Regions from separate parts of the Xenopus laevis genome. Here region 2 is linked to region 1. Evidence: chromatin contacts called from public Hi-C data. All regions are on one chromosome and are shown on one strand. Each heading gives the region's core, a stretch centred on a gene start, on an enhancer-like site or on the middle of the called end of the contact. The rest is flanking DNA. Distances are from core to core; before and after follow the strand shown.

Region 1 (4,668 bases), core at 934-3,433:
AGTGTAATTAAAGCAAGAAAAATAATCTCACTATGTCAGATAAGATTGAGATGACTTTGGTGTGATTATTTGCGTTCAAGAATTTGTTTGAGTCTATAATTAAGTTTGGAGTGCTTACTTTGTAGAGCCTGGGGAGTTTGTGTTCCTTTTAATGCGTAGAGCCATGCGATTTGCATACAGTGATGCCCTTGGCCCTGGTAGGGGCAAAATAATAGCAATACAGCAAAATACTTAAAGGAGAAGGAAAGTGTTCTTGCACTTGGGGGTGCCAAATGTTAGGCACCCCCCAAGTGATTGAATTGACTTATCTGAACCCCCTGGGCCAGTGCTCCTATCAGCAGAAAACTACACTAGCACTGCGGAGCGATCCTCTGCCGTCTTCCTCTTTCTTCGTGCGGCGGTGCATGCGCAGTAGAGCGAAAAGCCGAACTTTAACTAAAAAGTCAGCTATTTTGTTCAACTGCGCATGCGTCTGCCTGGGGAAATTTGAAAAAAGAAGAAGCCGGTAGAGCATCGATCCGTGGTGCTCACTGGTATAACCCCGGCTGGTGCAGTTTTCTGCTGATAGGAGCACCGGCCTGGGGTTTCAGGTAAGTCAATACAATCACTTGGGGGTGCCTAACATCTGGCACCCCCAAGTGCAAAAATACTTTCCTTCTCCTCTAATACACATAGGCGTGGACTCTGCTTATCTTCTCTTTCAGTGCTAACAAGCCTTGCTCAGATACTAACCCAAGAACAAGTGATTAGTATCTTATGGATCTTCTGCCACAGTTAAAGCAACTAATTATATTTCTGTGGATAATAACCACTTGAAAAAAAAACAAAACATGGATAATCATTCATTATATGTGACACTTCTATAACAGTTATATTTTTACTCTGAAGTCATAACCATTTGCCGTATTAACATTTTTTTAATGGCACTGTAATTATTTTGTAATAACATTACTAACTAACTTTGGCGTTTGATTGCAAGCTATCTTTCATTGCATTTTCTATCAGCAATTTCTTAATATAAAAAGAAAAACTTTCACTAAATATTTAATCAATATTTTGTTTATTTGTTTGAAAACACTGAATGTGTCACAATATATTGGCAGGTATGAAGTCCCACCCTGGTCATAATCAGAGTGGTTCACCTTTAAGTTAACTTTTAATATAATAAAGGGGTTGTTCACCTATAAATTAACTGTTAGTATGATGTAGAGAGTGATATTCTGAGCCAATTTGTAATTGGTTTTCATTTTTTATTATATGTGGTTTTTGAGTTATTTAGCTTTTAATTCAGCAGCTCTCCAGTTTGCAATGTCAGTACTCTGGTTGCTATGGCCCTATTTACTCTAGCAGCCATGCACTGATTTGAATAAGAGACTGGAATATGAATAGGAGAGGCCTGAATATAAAGATGAGTAATACAAAGCAGCAATAACAATAAACATGTAGCCTTACAGTGCATTTGTTTTTTAGATGGGGTCAGTGACCCTCATTTGAAAGCTGGAAAGAGTAAAACAAATAATTCACAAACTATAAAAAATAAATAAGGAAGACCGATTGAAAAGTTGCTTAGAATTGGACATTCTATAACATACTAAAAGTTAACTGGTAGGTGAACCACCCCTTTAATGTTATAATCAATGGCACTTCTCTGAGGCTGGAGTTGCCTCTGTGCAGGGTGAAGGTGAAACCACCAAGAAATGGTTATCTCTACTACAAAATGCTTGTCCACTGTTGCCCACACACACAGAGCAAGTTATTAACAAGCACCCTTAAGACACCTGCATTCATACAATAACAGTCCCATCAGTAAGTTCTTATTCTCTAAACTGGGGTAACTTGCTTATGCTATTGCAGTCAGTGCCGGGCCACGCTGGGCAGGCGCCCTAGGCAGGCCCGGCAGGCCCGGCACCTGTGCGCATGCGTGAATATGCGCTCGAGTGCACATGCGCAAATTCCTGCTCGCGCGCATGCCCCGGACTAGGGGTAGGAGACAGGTACGTGCCTGGCGCCCTCCCAGCTTTGCGCCCTAGGCACGTGCCTACTCTGCCTACCCCTAGTTCCGGCCCTGATTGCAGTGTTAAAAACACGTTAACGGAAATTAAATGTTGCCGTTCAATTAACTCCAATGCTTCCCGAATTCTTTTGTGAAGTTTAACACAGCAAATATTTATGGTATATAGCATATTAGTATTGTTACATTTCAATAACGGTTCCAATCCACAGTGTGGCAGTGTGACCATGTATAAATTGTCATTACTTGGACAGTACGAATCCTATTGAGCCGCCAGCTATAGTAAACAAGTGATGACTGTGAGGAATGTCGTACAATTAAAATATATTTAATCTATTCTGAATTTTAGACAAAAAACGAAGGGCATAATCATTTTTTTATCCTACAGTTTTGTTTTTTAATGTTTTTTATTTGCGAAAAAAACTTGCATTTTATCAACACACACAAACATTAAACATAAACAGGCATTGCTATGACAATTGAGGAGTGAGAGTCAACAATAACGCAGTGAAGAGTAGCAAGACATAGTTAAAGCATATGGTAGAGAACCAACAGATTGCACTGGAGATGTGTCCTGTAGTGATGGGAGAATAAATTAGACAGACACAAATTTGCAATGAATTTCCACAAAACTGCAGCGACAATATGCCAGTAAAAAATCTGCTACGTCAAAAAAAATTGATGCTCTGCAAATTGGCACACACATAAAAATTGGCGCAAGTCAAAATTATTCAGACGCCCATTGACTTTAATGCATTTGGACCAAATAGTTTTGCATATATAAATTGTCGATCGCGTGCGTTTTGCACATTTTTCACAGTTTTGCGAATTTTGCTGTAAATTCGTGAATTTTTCAGCGAAGAGAAAATACACAGATTCGCCCATCAATACCGTCCAGGGTTAACATTCCAATAGTTGATTGATACTATCACTCTACGGTATTTTTTTTACAATGTCGCAGTGTTCCATGTAGTCCTGACTGATATTTTAATCAATGCCTATTGACAATAAAACACATAGAGAACTGGCTAAAAGATAGACTACAAAGAGTGTGGTAAATGGAACATTTTCTAATTGGACCAGTGTTGTTAGTGAAGAACCGCAGGGCTCTGTACTAGGTCCCTTGCTTTTCAACTTGTTTATTAATGACCTGGAGGTGGGCATTGAAAGTACTGTTTCTATTTTTGCAGATGATACTAAATTGTGCAGAACTATAGGTTCCATGCAGGATGCTGCCACTTTGCAGAGTGATTTGTCTAAGTTGGAAAACTGGGCAGCAAACTGGAAAATGAGGTTTAATGTTGATAAATGCAAGGTTATGCACTTTGGCAAAAATAATATAAATGCAAGTTATACACTAAATGGCAGTGTGTTGGGAGTTTCCTTAAATGAGAAGGATCTAGGGGTCTTTGTAGATAACACGTTGTCTAATTCTGGGCAGTGTCATTCTGTGGCTACTAAAGCAAATAAAGTTCTGTCTTGCATAAAAAAGGGCATTAACTCAAGGGATGAAAACATAATTATGCCTCTTTATAGGTCCCTGGTGAGGCCTCATCTGGAGTATGCAGTGCAGTTTTGGACTCCAGTCCTTAAGAGGGATATAAATGAGCTGGAGAGAGTGCAGAGACGTGCAACTAAATTGGTTAGAGGGATGGAAGACTTAAATTATGAGGGTAGACTGTCAAGATTGGGGTTGTTTTCTCTGGAAAAAAGCCGCTTGCGATGGGATATGATTACACTTTACAAGTACATTAGAGGACATTATAGACAAATAGCTGGGAACCTTTTTACCCATAAAGTGGATCACCGTACCAGAGGCCACCCCTTTAGACTAGAAGAAAAGAACTTTCATTCGAAGCAACGTAGGTGGTTCTTCACAGTGAGGACAGTGAGGTTGTGGAATGCACTGCCGGGTGATGTTGTGGAATGCACTGCCGGGTGATGTTGTGATGGCTGATTCAGTTAATGCCTTTAAGAGTGGCTTGGACGATTTCTTGGACAGACATAATATCAAAGGCTATTGTGATACTAAATTCTATAGTTAGTATAGATATGGGTATATATAATTTGTGTGAAAGTAGGGAGGGGCGTGTGTATGGATGCTGGGTTTTCAATTGGAGGGGTTGAACTTGATGGACTGTCTTTTTTCAATCCGATTTAACTATGTAACTATGTAACACACACTAGCCAGCTAATCACAAACCTACATGCTTTCTAACAACAGCCCTGCTCTGGCACTTTGACCACCTAGTGTGACAATACCTGGTGGTCTAGTGGTGCGATGGGGATGCCTGCTGGGCTCACTGCAAGGACACCCACCGCCTCCTCATCTGTTGTGCGTTGTTCTTATGTGAAGCTTGTTCGCGACGTTTCTGGGTTTTGACATGTGTGCTGTGTCCGAAGTCATCGCACTTGGCATGAATGTTCCTATTCACATTGCCCAATGTAGGTCTATTTCCTAATAGTTCCTGGGTGCTCTTATTGTACTGATCTCTGTTTTATGAACCTTGCATGGCCCTGACTTCTGCTACTTTGCTGCCTGTACCAACCTCTGCCTGTTTACTGACCATTCTTGTGGACCCTGATTTTGTATTGCGCTACTGTTGGTGTTGACCCTGGTCTGTCACTGCGACTACGTCCCTGACTCCTGTTTTTTG
Region 2 (4,668 bases), core at 1,276-3,775, 230 kb after region 1:
CTAAACACCTAGATCAGAAAAAATCAATGTTTAATAAATGGGCCCCAAAATACAGAAAAACATCCCTCTCTAGGGATAACAATTTAGCCCTTAAGTGTACTGTGAGTATAGCATGCATACATCATGTAAAATGCTGCACATTATCATGAATGTATTGAGAACTATAAAGTTTATAGGATGTGAATTCTATACTAGCAAGAAGATTTACACTAAAATCATTGTAACCTCCTGTATTTGTGCTCAGTTGAAAATGTTATATGGCTAAATATAATGCAGTTTTTTTCTGTGTCTTCTTCATGCAAAACTAGAAAACGCAGAATTTTCTAAATTCATATGATCTTAGTTTATAGCTCTGGAATCTGTGGTAGACGTTTATTGTTAATTCAACACGCATCCTCTAATTCAGTGGTCCCCAACCAGTAGCTCGCGAGCAACATGTTGCTCTCCAACCCCTTGGATGTTGCTCTCAGGGTCCTTAAAGCAGGTGCTTATTTTTGAATTCCAAGCTTGAAAGCAAGTTTTGGTTGCATAAAAACTGAGTATAGTGCCAAGTAGAGACTCCTGTAGGCTACCAGTCCACATAGGGGCTACCAAATAGGCAATCACAGCCCTTATTTTGCACCCCAAGGGACTTTTTTATGCTTGTGTTGCTCCCCAACTCTTTTTACATTTGAATGTGGCTCACAGGTAAAAAAGGTTGGGGACCCCTGCTCTAATTCAACAAATTAAGTTCTTTTTAAGGTCACACAGAGTTATACTCTTTATGTCCTCTCTTAGGCATGATGTGTGGACACAAGCAGCATTAAATATTAACAGTAGAATCATCACTGGCCCAATAGAAGATTAACTGATATATTATTGTGTTTATATATGGATATTGTAGCTGTCAGATAACCTAACTACACTTGAAGGATTAAGGACAATTGCAGTGCTGATTGTAACGTTGCTAATTTCCCTGTTTTCATTTTACAGGTCACAGCTAGAGGATTTGGTCCATTGTTGCAGTTTGCCTACACTGCTAAGCTGTTACTGAGCAAAGAAAACATCCAAGAAGTCATCCACTGTGCTGAATTTTTACGTATGCACAACCTGGAAGACTCCTGCTTCCGATTTCTTCAGACGCAGCTACTAAACAATGAGGATGGATTGTTTCTGTGCAAGAAAGACACCTCACGCCAGCCTATGCATATTGATACGTTTGATTGTGAAGAAGAAACAATGGAATCTGAAACCTCAAAAATATCCTGCCCCAAGGAAAGAATGCATCAGGAGTCTTTCAATTTCAGCGCAGGAGGAAGGGTGATAGACAGAAATGATATTATATCGCCTAATTGTGATATGCAAAAGGACAAAGAGAGTTTAGACAAGGATTCAATAATCCGCTATCCAAAATACAAGAAATACCAGCTTGCTTGTACTAAAAATGTTGGCAATGCATCCCACAGTACCTCAGGTTTAACAAGCACATTTAGTGAACAGAATTCTGAAACTGGTCTAAAACCAGGATTCCCCTTAAACCAGATCAAGAGTGAGCCCCATGATGATGACAATGAAGAAGAGAGTATAACTCTATGCTTGTCCGGAGATGAAACCGATATCGGAGACAAAGATGGGGATGTTGAGATGGTCAGGAAACAGCCCAGCCCTGTTTGTATTGATAACCCCAAGAGTGTATCATCACCATCCTGTTTAAGAACTTTTTTTAGCAGAACAAACGGGGCAGAGTTAATGGATTTTCCTGCTACTTCCCAACAGCATTTCGCCAGAAGTCCTGCATGCCCTGTAGAAAAGAGAGCAACTCAGGGTGACCATAAAACTGAATACAACTCTTTTATTGGGAATTTTGAACCTCATAAGGATTCATTTAACTGCTTAATAGCATCCCCTCTCAGGGGGTCTGGTTCAGAGCTGGCCTCTAAACATGAGGTGGAACTAGACAGGAGGAGTGTCATATTCTCTTCAAGTGCTTGTGACCAAATAAGCACTCCGGTGCAATCATACTCTGGTGTGAGCTGCTTAGACAAAGAGTTTTCTGAGCATGTGCCAAAGGGTTTGTGGGCAGGAGGTAGCCAATCTCTCCCTAGCTCCCATGCCTTTTCCCACAGTGGACTGGTAGCAGACCCCTTGCCGGGAAGACTGCGGCCTAACCCCAGTTGCCCTGTGCCAATTAAAGTTTGCCCCCGTTCCCCGCCATTGGAAACCAGAACTAGGACATCTAGCTCTTGCTCATCGTACTCATATGCAGAAGATGGCAGTGGTGGTTCACCTTGCAGCCTTCCTCTCTGTGAATTTTCATCATCTCCCTGTTCCCAGGGTCCACGATTTCCAACCAATGACCATCAAGAAGTTTGTTCAATGGCAGACTCTCTCTATAACAGTAGGCCCCAGATAAAATGTGAGCGGTCATATGGAACTAATTCAAGTGATGAGTCTGGATCTTTTTCAGAAGCAGACAGTGAATCATGTCCTGTACAGGACAGAGGACACGAGGTAAGCAGTAGAGAAATATGTGCAAATTGTGACCTACATAACCATTATTGTCTGACCTTTCATATAGTACCCTTCATTGGGCTCTTGTTTGTAGAGACAAAGGTTAATTTGTGTGTATCTGTTTTGCAACTGACTCTGGACTAAAAACTCTAGCTGCCTGGATATTACATCAACATGTGTATTTCATGTACTTTTCTAGAGATTTGGGAAATTGCAGAAAATAGTGAAATACAGCATTCAATATATATATTTATAGTGTTCTCTAATTGTGGATCTGCTTAATGTAACTGGGAATTCTGATTATATAATCGGTAATTAAAAATCCATCTATACCTAGAGAAAAGGATGACATGAGAATATTATGACCCTCCTATGCCTCCAATTTATTAAATTGGAAGTATTTTTTCAATCTAACAACATTATGGGGTATTTACATGCAACGCATGGTGCAAAGAGCAAAGCTGAATCCACTGTGTTTTCTTCACTTTTCTCCCTGTCCTGCACTTTGATAAATTGACATGTCTTTGCATGCAAACCTTGAAGATCAATGCAGTCACCAAAATTCTTTGATGGTATATGTATAATTTTGGTACACTAGAGGCTCCAATTGTCATTGTAGCTGTACCTGACAAAAGCCAGGAATCTGGAATGGGAGAGAGACCTTTTGTATTGGGATACAAAAGGTCCTTGCAGTGGGCTTTAAAATCTGAAAAATGCAAGTAAAAAAAAATCAGAAAAAAAGGGATAAGCTGATGATGAAGTTAAATGTTTGTCTGCTATAGGATTCAAATATTTGTAGATTTGGCTTTTAAATAATTTACTGAATGTCCACAGACTTTACCACCCACATATAAAAACATCCATGCCAAAATATAAGTGAGCAAATAACGGATTGCAAATGTTTCTGTACTAATTATGTGTGTTGTAGGAAAGCATTTGGCCTACAGTTACTGCAAAGCATGTTTGTAACTGAGAAATCGCCCATTGCCATCTCATTGTATTATTCTCTAAGTATATTCAGCATATTTTAACTCTAATCAGCAATGATAATGGAATGTATAGGTTGGTTTATTACTCTTAGTACTGTTTTATTTGGCTGTTAGTGCAATATTAACTGAATTAACATGCACAATAGCTCTGTGACTTGCAAAAAGTCGCTAATTATGTACAACGTGGGTAGAGTTCCTATAATGAATTCCAGGAAATCCCATGTAGTTATTTATGCCTCCATAATAAGTGAAATTGCTCAAGATAACCTTAGATGAGTTGGCATTGAGGTGTATAAAATATATATTTTGAATTCAATATGATTAAAAATCTAACAGCACTTCAGATACCTCATCTGTGGAACTGGAACTTTTTAAGTGACTTTTGAATTATAGCAGTACTAGGGATCAGGGTCGGACTGGGGAGCCCGGGCCCACCGGGGCTGCTGTCCCAGTTCCCCACTCCACCCCCCGCTGCGCATACTATTGTTTTTACCGCAACGCCCAAAAAAGGGAAGAAGCCTGCGCATCTGAGTTGGCATTGAGGTGTATAAAATATATATTTTGAATTCAATATGATTAAAAAACTAACATCCCTAGCAGTGTCGGACTGGGCCAGCAGGACACCGGGAAAAAACCCGGTGGGTCCCCAGCTCTTTTTTCTTTTCACGGTGTCCCACTGGCCCAAATGTCAATTAAAAAGTTCCAGTTCCACAGATGCAGTAGCTGAAGGCATTACTGCTGTCACTCAGAGTTAAAGCTAGTTCTATATTGGCTGCTGACTCAACCAGCCCTGCCAGAGTTGGCACCATATGAACACAAGTTTGGGCCAAGATGATGGTCCCAGGGGCCAAACCTATTGGCCAGAATTTGCCCAACACTTGCAGGACCATATCAAACAAAGGTCAGCTCATTTGGAGACCTAGCCATACAAGTGCAACTTCACATCTTTAGCCAGTTGCTCTGGTGACAGGAAGGTGCAAAAGCCTGTCTCACATTTTAACTATGGCACCTCCAGATGTCATGAAGGCACTCATATGTAACATGCATCGAATAAATACACACAGATTCCAAGCTAAAAAATATTATTGTTGTTGTTGTTATTGTATATTGGCCTAAATATTAATGTTGAGAAAAGATATTTCTACACAATCAGCTCATTTTAGCTCCCCTTCAAGAAAACATATTTATT

Evidence for each region. A called contact is a pair of places that touch in the nucleus more often than the background predicts.
Region 2: a Hi-C map of the XTC cell line shows a contact between it and region 1, with 4 times the contacts expected there. The contact joins two enhancer-like sites. A contact is called at or near these places in 2 of 4 Hi-C or Micro-C datasets (the XL177 cell line and the XTC cell line).

Annotation. Positions count from the first base shown.
Region 1 is chr5L:88,629,503-88,634,170 of Xenopus_laevis_v10.1, forward strand. No RefSeq gene overlaps it. Among protein-coding and RNA genes, the nearest start is that of bach2.L, 52 kb to the right of the region's middle. Within about 2 kb of position 2,184, at least 1 of the 7 cell types and tissues checked has an H3K27ac peak or open chromatin away from gene starts, as enhancers often do.
Region 2 is chr5L:88,859,721-88,864,388 of Xenopus_laevis_v10.1, forward strand. It overlaps bach2.L (transcription regulator protein BACH2), which reads left to right. Exons shown (of 8, transcript XM_041563018.1): 6 at 973-2,490. Among protein-coding and RNA genes, the nearest start is that of gja10.L, 40 kb to the right of the region's middle. Within about 2 kb of position 2,526, at least 1 of the 7 cell types and tissues checked has an H3K27ac peak or open chromatin away from gene starts, as enhancers often do.